3 separate regions of the Zea mays genome follow, and regions 1 and 2 are each linked to region 3. The links are chromatin contacts, called in public Hi-C maps. All regions are on one chromosome and are shown on one strand. Each heading gives the region's core, a stretch centred on a gene start, on an enhancer-like site or on the middle of the called end of the contact. The rest is flanking DNA. Distances are from core to core; before and after follow the strand shown.

What was found. A called contact is a pair of places that touch in the nucleus more often than the background predicts.
Region 1: a Hi-C map of endosperm shows a contact between it and region 3, with 3 times the contacts expected there. The contact joins the enhancer-like site here to the promoter of LOC103650480 in region 3. A contact is called at or near these places in 2 of 25 Hi-C or Micro-C datasets (endosperm and leaf).
Region 2: a contact with region 3 is called in a Hi-C map of leaf, with 7 times the contacts expected there. The contact joins the enhancer-like site here to the promoter of LOC103650480 in region 3. A contact is called at or near these places in 2 of 25 Hi-C or Micro-C datasets (ear and leaf).

Annotation. Positions count from the first base shown.
Region 1 is chr3:121,199,618-121,204,007 of Zm-B73-REFERENCE-NAM-5.0, forward strand. No RefSeq gene overlaps it. Among protein-coding and RNA genes, the nearest start is that of LOC100272971, 77 kb to the right of the region's middle. Within about 2 kb of position 2,209, at least 13 of the 20 cell types and tissues checked have an H3K27ac peak or open chromatin away from gene starts, as enhancers often do. A contact at or near this core is called in endosperm and leaf, where this site is marked.
Region 2 is chr3:120,561,816-120,566,170 of Zm-B73-REFERENCE-NAM-5.0, forward strand. No RefSeq gene overlaps it. Among protein-coding and RNA genes, the nearest start is that of LOC103650478, 67 kb to the right of the region's middle. Within about 2 kb of position 1,451, at least 16 of the 20 cell types and tissues checked have an H3K27ac peak or open chromatin away from gene starts, as enhancers often do. A contact at or near this core is called in ear and leaf, where this site is marked.
Region 3 is chr3:120,934,532-120,938,694 of Zm-B73-REFERENCE-NAM-5.0, forward strand. It overlaps LOC103650480 (serine/threonine-protein kinase Nek2), which reads right to left and starts at 1,842. Exons shown (of 15, transcript XM_020550283.3): 1 at 1,432-1,842; 2 at 482-625; 3 at 329-395; 4 at 1-60. The coding sequence starts at 567.

The sequences.
Region 1 (4,390 bases), core at 959-3,458, 270 kb after region 3:
CATCATATGTCTAAGACATCCATATAGTCTTTACAATAATCAAAGTGCGAAAACGAAACGTAGATAAACGCGGCCTTCACAGGCAACCGACTAGGGGTTGCCGCTAACCCACGCCTAGAACTCGTCAAAGTCCTGGAACTCCTGGAGATCCGCCTCGACGCCTTCTTCTCTACCTGAGCATAGATTGCACCAAAGGCAACCTGGTGTTTTGTGAAAGAAAGGGTTAGAACACATCAACGTACTCAGCAAATGTCCCGTTTGGCTGTAGTGGACTAGCTTTATGTGGGGTTAAGTCAAGCAGTTGCTTTTAGTTGGTCATATTATTATTACTAGTAGAGAGAGAGCCAAGTTTTAGTATTAACCCACGTTATTAACCCGAATGTACCCTTTCCAAACGGAAAGAATACCACTTACCATCACCAGAGTCAATACCAAAACCATCATTCTCATTGCCACCTGTAAGCTGAACATCTCTAATCAAGTATCACTAATCAATGGAGCTCCCTTGGCCTCTCATAACCGCGAGCACGACTGATATATCAGTTTCATAACACTCTGCAGAGGTTGCGCACTTTACCCACAAGCTGTGATTCCCTCTTGCCTCGGGCCGATCAAACCCTTAAACACTACCAAGGTGAGTAGGCAGGGTCTCACTACGTAGCCTTTACAAAGATTCCTCGGGTCTGTAGCCGCCCGTTAGGTTTCCTAAATGCACTGCACTCCTCCCCAAGGGGGCGAACCCAAGCTTGGCAGAGCGAGCCGCATACACCGAGCCCCATTAACGGCACGACGGCTAAGCGAACTACACCCCGGTTCCTCTAATTATTCAGCTAAGGGCATCCCATTCCACCCTCATGGTTGCACTGTTTTCCCGGGCGGTCATCCAACGAACAGGTCCTTACGGAGAGGCACTCGAGAAACCGCTCGAGCCCCCTTGAATACCACAAGTATAACATCATAATAGAGGAGGGGAAACATCGTCTCATTGATAATTCTCATCATGTTCATTGATTAAAGTTGAGCAATAGCATAAAGCTACACAATAATAATCCAACCCAAATAGGTAAACAAGGACATGGACAACAAAAGCTAGTCAATCCTTAGGTTGATCATGGTATGTGGGTTGATGAATTATACAGTAAATGTGACATAATAGGTCAGAGGACACTTGCCTTCACCAAACAGATGCTCAGGATCTTCAGCCTCGTAGAACTCGGAGAGTTCAGTCTCTTGGTCACTGAAGCTTGACTGTCGATTCCTCGAAGCTCGGAAATGGATCACAGTCTATTCGCGTCACCCAGCGAATACCAACAGGCACAAACAAACAGACATATGTATATGCATAAGAACATTACACCATTCAAATAAAAACATAATAAAACATGCAAAATGAAATAGATTGCGCTACTATAGTCACGCAAGGAAAAGAAATGCGATAGTCGGAGCTACGGTCGAGAAGTTAGCGCGTTTACTCTAAAAATATTAGTTAGAACATTTGATTCGACGTTATCAAATATAAATTATACCTAATATTTAGTTTCTCTTAACCTATTACACTAGCAACTGTTAGTTAACTAGTAATTTAATTAAAGCGAGAGATTATAGGCGATGCGAATTTAAGATACATGAAACAACACAACAGCGTGCAGAAGGACGCTCGGACACGCACGACCACACGCGATTTAGCGCGCGGACGACGCCTGAAACAGCACGACAGTGCGCAAATGACGCGCGGACACGCGTGACATAGCACGCGGACAACGCGCAGCGATGCGCACGATCCGCACGCGCGACACGCGAAGACAACGCGTGGTAACGCGCGCAAACAGCACGCGCGACACGCGGGGACCACTAACCAACATCGCCTTTATGATAAACAAGTATTAATTAAAAACATTCGAGTAGGCATAATCTTATTAACATGTATTTGTAAAGCAGAACTAAAATTATAAATTGATTTAAGTAGATTGCTACTTTACTAATTATAGGATAAGTAAATAAATAACCACTTAATTAACTAAAACATGTGGGCAACGTCGTTACAATTCTAACGCAACCGGAACAAAACAAAACATATTTATAACGCAAGAGCTAACATATAATTAGTGATTCACGGATTTAAAGTGATGTGGCGTATTCCTATTGGTTGCAAACAAGTCACACACTAGGCCACACAAAACTTAGCCACGGAGAATTGGACAGGGGTGGGATCGAGCGTGGCATTTCTTCCTCCTCTTTGCAACTGCCCACGCACACAGGAACATAGGTTGCCATGGGGACTGCAGGGGCTAGCTCGGCCTGATCTTCACGCTCGCAGGGATGGGGATTGCTACGCCCGCCGGCTGGCAGGAGCACCGCGCGCTGGAGGGGACGGTCTCCAAGGGCCGCTTGGGCTGTGCGCGGGCGCCCTGCTGCCTGCGGCTAGGGGCGAGCTCGCAGGCCGGGAAGAGCGACCATGGGGCCAGGGCGGGGGCGAGGCAGGGGCCAGACGCGCAGGGCCTGCATGCCGGGGCGCTGGGCTCGCTGCGCGCTGCGGGCCGTGGCGGCAGCAGGCCATCGGCCGTGCATAGGGACAGGGAGCAGGGACCGAACGCCTGGCGCGTGGGCGAGCCGCCGAGCTAGCGCGCCGCCACGCCGGCCGACCGCCGCGCCGCGCCCTGCGCGGGGGGTCACGCTCGACCGCGGATCTAGCTCGGGGGAGGGCAGCCATGCCAGGAGGCGAGCCAGCCGAGGGACATGGGGGGGCTAGAGCCGCGCCATGGGGCTCGCCGCGCCCGCGACTGGTTGCCGCGACCTAGGGGAAGAAGGGCGCCTGGGAGCTGGGCTGCGCGCTGGCCGGTGGGGAGGCCGCGGCAGGGGCGAGCCGCCGCGCAGGGCCTCCCAGCCGCGACGCCGGGCAGGACCGCGGGACTTGGCCGCACAACGGAGGGAAAGGGAGCCACGCGAGGTATCACCGAGAGGAAACGAACCGCTCGGCCGGGGGACAGAGAGGACTGCTCGCCGGGGAAGGAGAATGGCGTGACACGGGGCTGCCGGGAGGGTCCGTCGAGGGGGAGAGAGGATGGGAAAGGGAAGAGAGGGGAGAGGACTCACCGAGAACCGCCATGTGCAGGGACGACAGCTTCTGCGTGATTTGGATCTGGGGAAGGAGACTAGAGGTTATGTGACGGCAGGGTGGTTATATAAAAGAGAACGCGGGAGGAGGTTGTCAAACTCGTCATCAACTGTGTCGCGACCGAGCGAGAGAGGCGGTTGCGAATACGACGAGGGTAAACATGAGCAACACGACGTTTGCGAGGAAATACATTTTAATTATCCCGCGAAAAGGGCACGAGATCTAGAACAGGCTCGACGAGAGGAAGAAATATATGTATACATATATATATTATCGAGTTTTCGAAATACTAAAATTAAGCATTTAGATATTAGAAAGGCTAAAATTCATATTTAATACCCGAAGAAAGTTCCGAAGATTCCAAAAACTCTCGGGAGCCTCCTCGAGATATTTTAACATGTTTCGATAACATTTTGTACTCATAAACACTATGCATCGGCATGAATGCAACACTCAAGCACCTCTAAGGTTTTATTTTACTAAGCTTTCACCTAGATGTAAAATAAAATAATTCTCCACTTTTAGGAAAAAGAGAAGGAAAGCGAAGAGCTGAGAGAGTAACACCTGAATTTGGTGGATATTAGAAAAAACTTTATACCCCCAAATTCAGGGTGTTACAGTTTTTCTTTTTCCTGTTTCCTGCAGGCAAGATGAAGAAAAAGCACCTGCACAGTAAACGTTTGTGTTGATGGAAACTTTAAAACCCTCTACCGAGGAGACGTGTGCACACACACTCTTATCTCAATTATAGTCCACCTATGTATTAATGTATCGAGATTATATCATCTCTAACTGTCACTTAATTCAGTGCCCTATTTTAAAATATAGGATTCATGTTCATCTCATAAAAATAGCTTCAATAGTACCCTTATTAAAATATAGTGCAGATCTTGAAATGACTCAAATATGCTACACCCCATTTAGTGTCATAACCTTATTTTCTACAGGATCTTCAGCTCAATTTATTTTTCATGACCTAAACACTTTAAATGATACAATATTTTAAATTTTAAGGCACCTTATTGTAGATGATCTTATACTTCCACCTATATCCCATTATGTTGATTGGCAAAAACATTTTTTTATATCTTCTCGCGTCTTGAATTTTTTGTAATACCCAAATTCTTGCTAAATAAAAGGAAGGGTTAAAATTATATTTGGTGGATGTTCTTGTTTAGCATAAATAAAACGATTAAGTTTAAATGATTAAATAAACTAACAAGTAATAAAATCAAGTAAATAAAAAATTATGCATCATGCTGGATTCATTTTTGT
Region 2 (4,355 bases), core at 201-2,700, 370 kb before region 3:
GAACTTTCAGATATTCCAGCAAGTGTCCCGCGAGCAATCTTTTTTGTGTTGGTCTCTTCCATGGCTTTGTAAAACCCAGAAAGAGCTAGGTTGTCAACCTTCTTCTCACCAGCCATCAAGTCTTGTTGGAATGCCGAAGCCCACAATTTAATCAAAACTCGGAGGAGTAAGAAAATTAAGAATGATGAACACGGTGCACGCACCTAAAATGGTGCAGCAAATGTTATCAATGTGAGTCCCTATTTACATGCCCAGCGCCTCACGATTTGGTGTGTCCTACATGTCAGTGACTTTCGCTATTCTAGCGAAGGGAAGGTGTTTTTTCGTACCTTCGGCTAAAGGCCTTCGTTCACGTCGCAGTCTAAACTTGTTACGAAGAAACAAATTAACACTGCGAGGGGCTACTGTTGGGGGCCTTCCTCTTCCGAATGTCCTCAAAAACATGACTAATCATATGTTTTCAGTATGACATAGACTGTTACAGGAGGCTTCGGCTTTGGGATGAAGGTTTTCTCTCATGGTAAAGGCATGCGTGATATGAAGATACAACCCGAAGGTGATATGGGTGGACGCCGAAGCTATGGCTGAAGGAGCTTCGACCTAGTATGATGACGAAATCAAGTACGAAACCGACCTAGCAGGGAAAAGACTATTAGTCATTGATAACTCGCAATATGATTAAGAGTAAATATCAAGGACATAAATGTAATTTTGTCCGGGCTGCGTCCCGTGCCTATAAATAGATGAACAATAGCACTGTACTGTTCAGGCTGGATTGTAATCTCTCTCGCGTCATCTTTGCATTCCCATCTTCTGGAGAACCGAAGGTACCTTTGTATTGTAAATATCATTAATGTTGATTCATATATGCGGATATGAATATAAAATAAATTGTGAGGATCTAATCATTGTCTTTCATTCTTTATTATTCTCTCACACTCTTATTCATATTTATATTTATATTCATATTCATATACTGAGATGTTGAAGGTATGTCCTTCATTACCTTCGTCTAAAGATTATTATATCCGAAAGGGAATAATGATTCGAAGAACGAAGGTATTTTACCATTAACAATTGTGTTGTCTTGTTCTTGATCTGAAACATTTGAGAACAGGGACCAACACTTCCTAGATATTAATTTAAGAAGTTTTAAAAAACTTTTATCTAACAGTTATGTAAAATAAATCTCTAAATTAATAAATTTCCTATAAAACACAATTTTATCTCTACATTTATGTACATATATGTGTGTGCGAGACAGTAGTCAGTGTCCGCCTGGCCGGTCCCCTCACGCCCGACGTGAAAGTGGAGCACGTCACTCGACAAGTACTCGAGTATGGCAGATCAGTGTCGTGCATTCATGCCTACCGTGCATGGTGGTGTGCAGTGCATCTCAGTTTAGTCCCACCTTAATTGGAAGCTTTAGATAGCGACGCTAGACCGCTAGACAAGCGTTATAAAAGAAAAGACCATGTCGCGGAGCAAGACGTCAAAGACCAAGGCTCTGAGCTGGTCCACTAGCGCTTGGGTTTGTTGGCTTCATGGGCCTGCTTTTGTTTCGGGTAAATTCCAATAAAACCCTGTTTGTTTCGTTGGAATTGAATTCCATTTTAATAATTATAATTTAGACAAAGCTGATTAAGTTCATATATTTATATATATATAATATATTTGTATATTATCCTAAATTATATGAAAGAGATAGTTATATACTACATTTATGTTATAACGAAGCAAGTAGAAGAGTGTGCTATAAGTTGTACATCGGAAAAATAGCATATAAATCTATAGAATCAATTTTCATCTCTCACCCAATGAATTTGAGATAGGCTTATATGATAACTTTGGAAAGTGCTGGAATGTCACGTTCTAAAAAATAACTTATTCCATTAGTAAGATTTCAATTCTTCAAAATGAAAGGAAACAAACGGGGCCTAATTGTTTTTGGTAAATTCCAATTAAAATCAGTAACTAAAGAAAATGGTCGGTAAAATGCCACACCGGTTTTGATACCTGTTCCAATAAAAATTTCGATTTTGGTATATTTTCCAATAAAAATTGTGATATCGATTTTGTTCGAAAATGGTTACCGGAATTCCGAAAAAATCTATTCCAATAAAAATTCCGATATCGATTCGGTTTTTGAAATACCAATGAATTTGATCGGCAAAATAAAAAATAGTTACCGGAATTCCGAAAAATTCTAAAATCATTTTCATCCCTGCAAGCGTTCACCGGGTTTACTAGGTTATTCTTAGTCAGGATTTTATTTGAGTTTTATCTTTATTTAATGTTCCACTATAAGATGATATGACAAAAAAATAATAAGGAGAAAGATAGAAGAAATTCTGTAGAAGGTGATCGAGAAAGGTTTTATCAGAATACATAGTTTTATCCATACGGATTCAAGTCTTTAATACTCCCTTTGTCCCATATTATATTCGTTTTGGGGTTCTAGTGGGTCATTTGATGTATGTATTTTAAATATATATCTAGATTTATCATTATCATTTATTTAAATATAGATGTAAAAAGAAAGAGTTAAAATAAATATTATTTTGAAACGGAGGGAGTACAGACAGGGGTGATTTCTTGACAACTGCGATTTGCCATTAATAAGCAGCGACGTATATGGCGAGACATGTTAGCGATTGCGCGGGTAGCCCGTGAGCCCACCTAGCCCATCTTGTAGGACGTGGTGAGGGTCCATTTCGGTCTCCAATCTCATCGGACATTAGTCTTGGTATCGACTTGGATTCTAGTTGTTAGAATTCGCTTCTTAGATTGTTTTTTTGTGAAAATCACTTACATCCTGTTTAGATTATTAGAATTGAATTTCATTCTAATAATAATAATTTAAGTATATATCAATTAAGATAATTTGGTTTTATAAAAAATATATTTGTATACTATTATTAGCAAGATGTCGGAGATATTTATGTGCTACATTTTTACTATAGATGAGTGAGACGAAGAGTGTCATGTAAGTTAGAGAGTAGAAATAAATTCTACTAATGCATAAAATCATTTCTCATCCTCCACCCCATGAATTTGAGATAGACTTATATCTAAACTTTGGAAAGTGGTGAAATGTCAAATTCTAAATTAAATAAGTTACTTTATTGAGTGAATTCCAATTCCTCTAAAATGAAGGGATCCAAACGTCTCGTTATGTGAAAATCGTCCAAATTAATATGATGTAGAATTTGCCAAGTCATCGCAATTGGAAGAATATGCCGCTTTCTATCGTTGTTTCGTACCTCGCTCCGACAAGTAAATTTATTGTACGTGTTTCAGGCTCCGGAGGTTGTGCACGGAGGGAGCAAGATTTATACTTGTTTGGGTAGAATGTCCCTACTTTCAGCCATCGGTGGCTTGCGCTATGAGCATCATTGATGATCAAACTCGTAGTAGAGGTTACAAGCAGTCGAGAGAGAGGAGAGGCTCCCAGATCTCTTATGGCGGTGGAAGTGGAACTTAGAAGCCGAAGGTGGAGTTCTAGCTAAGTCTTGGCTTGGCGGGGCTCTGGCCTCCTGGTCCTCATCAGTGATCCTCCTCCTATCCGTCCTTGTGGGTTCGTCTCGGTCTGAAGGCATCCGGTTATGTCCAAGAGCTCTCTCTTTGACCCCCCTGCCCTAAGGGAGCCTCTCCCTTTTATAGGCTGGGAGAGGGGTTGGCAAGCGGTGGATTCTCTCGGAAGGAGCCATAAGACAGGGGTAAAACTAGCATTTTACCATAGGTGAGGCCACACGTACTCGTGGGGCCCGAGGCTGCCTGACTGTCTCATATTTATTGTGGCGGATGACATGGGGGCGGCGATGATCCCATGCGTCATCATTCTAGCTACGCCGACCCGTGGCTTTCGTAGCCTGGGGCTCAGCGCGACCTGTCGTGTAGTGTCCTGCGGGAGGTCTGCGCACTCAGGCCTACTCACTATGTTCCTTATCTTAAGGTTACGAAGGTTTATCCTAAGTTAATGTTTTGAAACATTGACCAATAATATCTATAAAAATAATTATTTTTAAATTACAAAAATTATATATAATGGTAGATGTTTTAATAGTAAATCTAATAGTTTCATTTTTATTTAGTAAATATTTATGAATATTTTGTTATTGCTGGTCAAAGTTGAATTTTTTTGACTTAGGATATACTTTCGTGACCTTAAGATAAGGAACAGAGGGAGTAGTTTGGTAGGCCATAAGTGCATCGCAGGCTGAGAGGCACGCAGACCATTAATGTGGAACTCAGTGATAGAAGTGCTTGGAATGGTAGAGATAGATGGACATGCACCATCTCAGGTAGGAGGTCTGATCGAGAAAATGGAGTCATTTAAATTTGCTTTCATTTTA
Region 3 (4,163 bases), core at 592-3,091:
CACCCATGAATCTTTGTACTCCACAATGAATGGATTCCGGACAGTCGCGATGAGCTGCATCTGCAAGAAAATTCCCACAAAACTCATGCCAGGTCAGTTCATGACTTGCTAATGTTGGCATGGCATCGGTCTTATAGGAGGGTATGGATACAGTGATTTGTCCAAGCAACTATTAGCTATTGGCACCGCTAATCATTCTGTACCAAGGAGAGTGACATCAAAGATCAAGCGTAGTGAAAAAGGGCATGGCATTTCATTCCTAGGAATCCTGCCTATGTACCAAATGTGGAAAAAGGTAAGTAACATGGATGAAGCTGAAGATGCTAACCTCCTGGTGGGCAGACCGGCGTGTGCGGTCGGTTTGCCGTGCGAGCCGTATCTTCTTGAGCACATACCTGCGAGATAGACTCGGTGCGGTAAAAATTACTGAACAAGAGCAGCTTAGCCCATATAGATGAAAAACAGAGCAAGTTAGCCTCACTTCTTCTTCTCGACCTTGTGCCTCACCAAAAGCGCAGAACCAAATGCTCCTTTTCCAATCTGCTCCAGCACCTCATACTGATCCATCCTCTTGGGGTCTGCAGGTCACACGCAGCAAGCTTGTTTCCTTTTCCTTCTACTTGCCCTGGATTGAAGAAGCACGGTTGAGGATTAGTGAAGCTGAACTAACAAGTTCGTCCAAGTACTGGTACTCCTTCCCCATAAGTCCAATGTCAGCACATGCCTAGCTCAAGAGTCAAGACTATTCTGAGGACGCAAGCAGCAGCAGCATCATCATCATCCATTAAAAACCATGGTTCCGGTACACTTGCAGTGAGGAAAAAAAACTACTCTGCGAGGAAAATAGAATGGAAAAGGTGTGGGTTCGAAAACGTGAGGCCACATGAAAGGAAAAGGGGAAATGCAAGAAAGGACAAGTGGCCTGAAATTACGGACGCCAAAGCGCTCGGTGACAAAACCTGCCGACAACCCCTGAAACCGCTTCTGAAAATCAAAGGGGGCTAGAGAAGAATGGGCTGAGAGCAGAGATGTCGGCCTCAGGAGTGGCATCGCGATTGAAGGGGGTGGGAGAAAAATCAAGCCCCAGGTCCTACCATCCTTCCGCTAAAAATATTCGAACAGCGGGAGTTGATTGACCGAGTCCGAAATACCAACTCCAATATGCAGCATCAACAAATGTTTCGGAAATGTATGATCTCCGAATCCAAGCAACACAAAATCTAAACTTTTTTCGAGGCGGACTTTTTTGGGGGGTCAGGAGCAGAGTCACCAACTCCAAGAAGACACAACTGAGCCACTCGAGCAACATTGCACTGACGGGCCAGAGGCATCTATCCCGCCATTCCGATTTCCAACCGATCGAGGAGCAAGAAACAAGAGCTGTGGAGCCTGAGCCAGGAGCTCCAGCCCACTTTGCAAGAGCTTGCTCACCTGAGCCACCAGAGGGATCCGGGACGAAGCGCTCCGTGGCCCGGAGCTCGGAGGGAGTCTCCGGCGGGGGAAGGCGTCACGCGCGCAGATCTCACGGCATTTGGTTCTAGACCAGACGCGGCGTCGGTGGCAGGCGGTGGGGAGCGCGCGAGTACGAGGCGAGAAAGGTGGGGGTTTTGGTTGGGTTTCAAACTCGCCGGGGGCTCCGTTTCCAATCCAATCCCGCTCTATATAGCCCAAAGGCAATGGGGGCAAGCGAGGAGGAAGGGAGAAGCCTCTCTAGGAGAGAGAAAAGGAGCTCGCTAGAGAAAGAGGGGGCAGGAACGGAGGGAGGATGCCGCGGCGCGATGGCTCTGAGTCTGAAGAAGAAGAGTGATCAGTGAGGAGAGAGACAGGGGTTTTGCGGGACCCACGTGATGTGGTCGAATCGGTCCTTTTTATTCTATCGTATTCTCTCAGTATCTCTCTTTTTTCTGTTTTTTTCTTTTGGATTTGCATCCGGGTTGATGTGACCAAAAAGAGGTCATGGTGTGTCTGAATCAGTGAATGAATATACTAACCAAGATAGTATGCTCTTGGAACGTTGTTGTGACGCAAATTGGATCACCCATCATTGGTTAAACCATAATAGTGACTACGTACTAGAAAAGTCACGGAAGATATCACATTTATATACTCCCTCAGTAACAAAATAAATTTCGTTTTAGAAAAATAGTAAATTTATATAATACTCACTCCGTTCATATATATATATATATATATATATATATATATATATATATATATATATATATATATATATATATATATATATATATATATATATATATATATGATACCGTTGATTTTTTTTAAAAAAAACTTTGACTACTAGTCTTATTAAAAAAATAAAGTATCATTTATTTTTTTATGATTTGTTTTATTATTTAAGATAGTTTATTTTTGACTTAAAATTTTATATTTTTGAATAAATATTTTAAATAAGAAGATTTATCAAAGTTTTCAAAAAAATCAATTGTGTCATATATTTATGAATGGATGTAGTAGTTTATATATATGCCTAGATTTATAATTATCTATCTAAATATAATCATAAAAGTTAAAAATAAAATAACTAATATTTTAGAACAAAGGGAGTAACAGAGAACCTAAAGTCTACTAGTAAATCCCCTGGGAATAACTAATCCTGCCTAGGTGGTGAAGAAAGGTTAATTTCCATACCAACAAGTAACCATGGAAACTCTCATCCGAGAGGAACCCATCGAGGCAAAAATGTTGGCAGGTTGCTCTAAGTCGGCTGGCAAGCTTAAAGTGATCTACATGATCGTTGGACCAAAAAATAGGCGGTAGATTGATGTTTATTCGTTGGATACTATAATCGGCCGTCCTCCTCTAGTATATAAGGAGAGGGTGGTCTTATCCCAGTAGAAAATAATTCCAAGTTTCCTACTTCAAAATCGTTTTTGGAAACAAATCGCTATAGAATTCAGACAGGTCAGACAAACTTGGTCGGCCTTGAAACCCAGCTAGGCCAGCTTTCACGAGCCTTGACGTTGTGGTCGGACCAACTATAAGGAAAACGAACATGACCTATCCAACTTTACTTGTCCTGGCCTACTTTTAGATATCAGATCTGCACAACCTTCAAACTTGGCCAGACCAGCTTTAGGTAATCTGGCCACGCAAATATCAACAATGTCCAACCCATTAGTTACACGTATCGATCGTTATTTGGGAAACACTCTAGACTTTTTGTCAAACACTTAGAAAATATATTTTTAAAATACCTTCAATTGATTGCTATATGGAGACTATCACTTTATAATATCTCTAGCATATATAAGTTTCTAATTTATTGATCTGATCACTTTATAAGGACCCTCCCAACCTGGTGACCACTTGCCAAACATGTTGATATTTGCTCTGATTGATAGTATGATTTTTCATGCTACATCTTCAACTTGAAACGACTTACTTTTAAATTTCTGATGATATGCTCGGCTAACTTGAGCCTTGTCTTTCTTTATATCATTTAGATTCTCTAATCTCTTGTTTGTCATATCATCAATATTGTTTATCAACAAATCATAATACATCACAATAGATAATTTATTTTGTTTAGCAAGCCTACATGTATCCAAATTCACCTTGATAGGTAATACTACTTCTTGCCCATATACCAACTCAAATGGAGTATCTTTAGTGGCACCATGTGTAGATGTACGATCGCCCATAGAGCTTCACATAAAACTCTATGCCTCCTTCTTGGATTATCCTCGATTTTTTATAAGCTTGATTAAAGCCTTATCACTAGACTTATCTCGCCAATTAGCTTGAGCATAGTGTGAAGATAAATTAAGCGGATTGATCTTATATAATTTAACAAAATCAATACTTCTTTTGGCACAAATGATGCCACTTGATCCATAATTAATGTTTGAGGGATATCGAATCTATGGATGATATGCTCAGTAATAAACTCAATTACCTCTTTGTGTGTTATATTCGTCAAGGGAACAATTTTAGTCCATTTATTGAAGTAATTCATAGCAACTAAGATAAAGAGATGTCTCTTTAATGATGTGGAATGAGTTTGACCAATGTAATCTAGCCTCCAACCATGAAAATGGTCATGGTTTGGTAATAGGATGAAGCATAGTAGTAGGCACAAGCTTGAAAGGATCATGATGCCCAAAAGGTGGTGGATTGGGATTTTCTAATTTTTTTGCTAT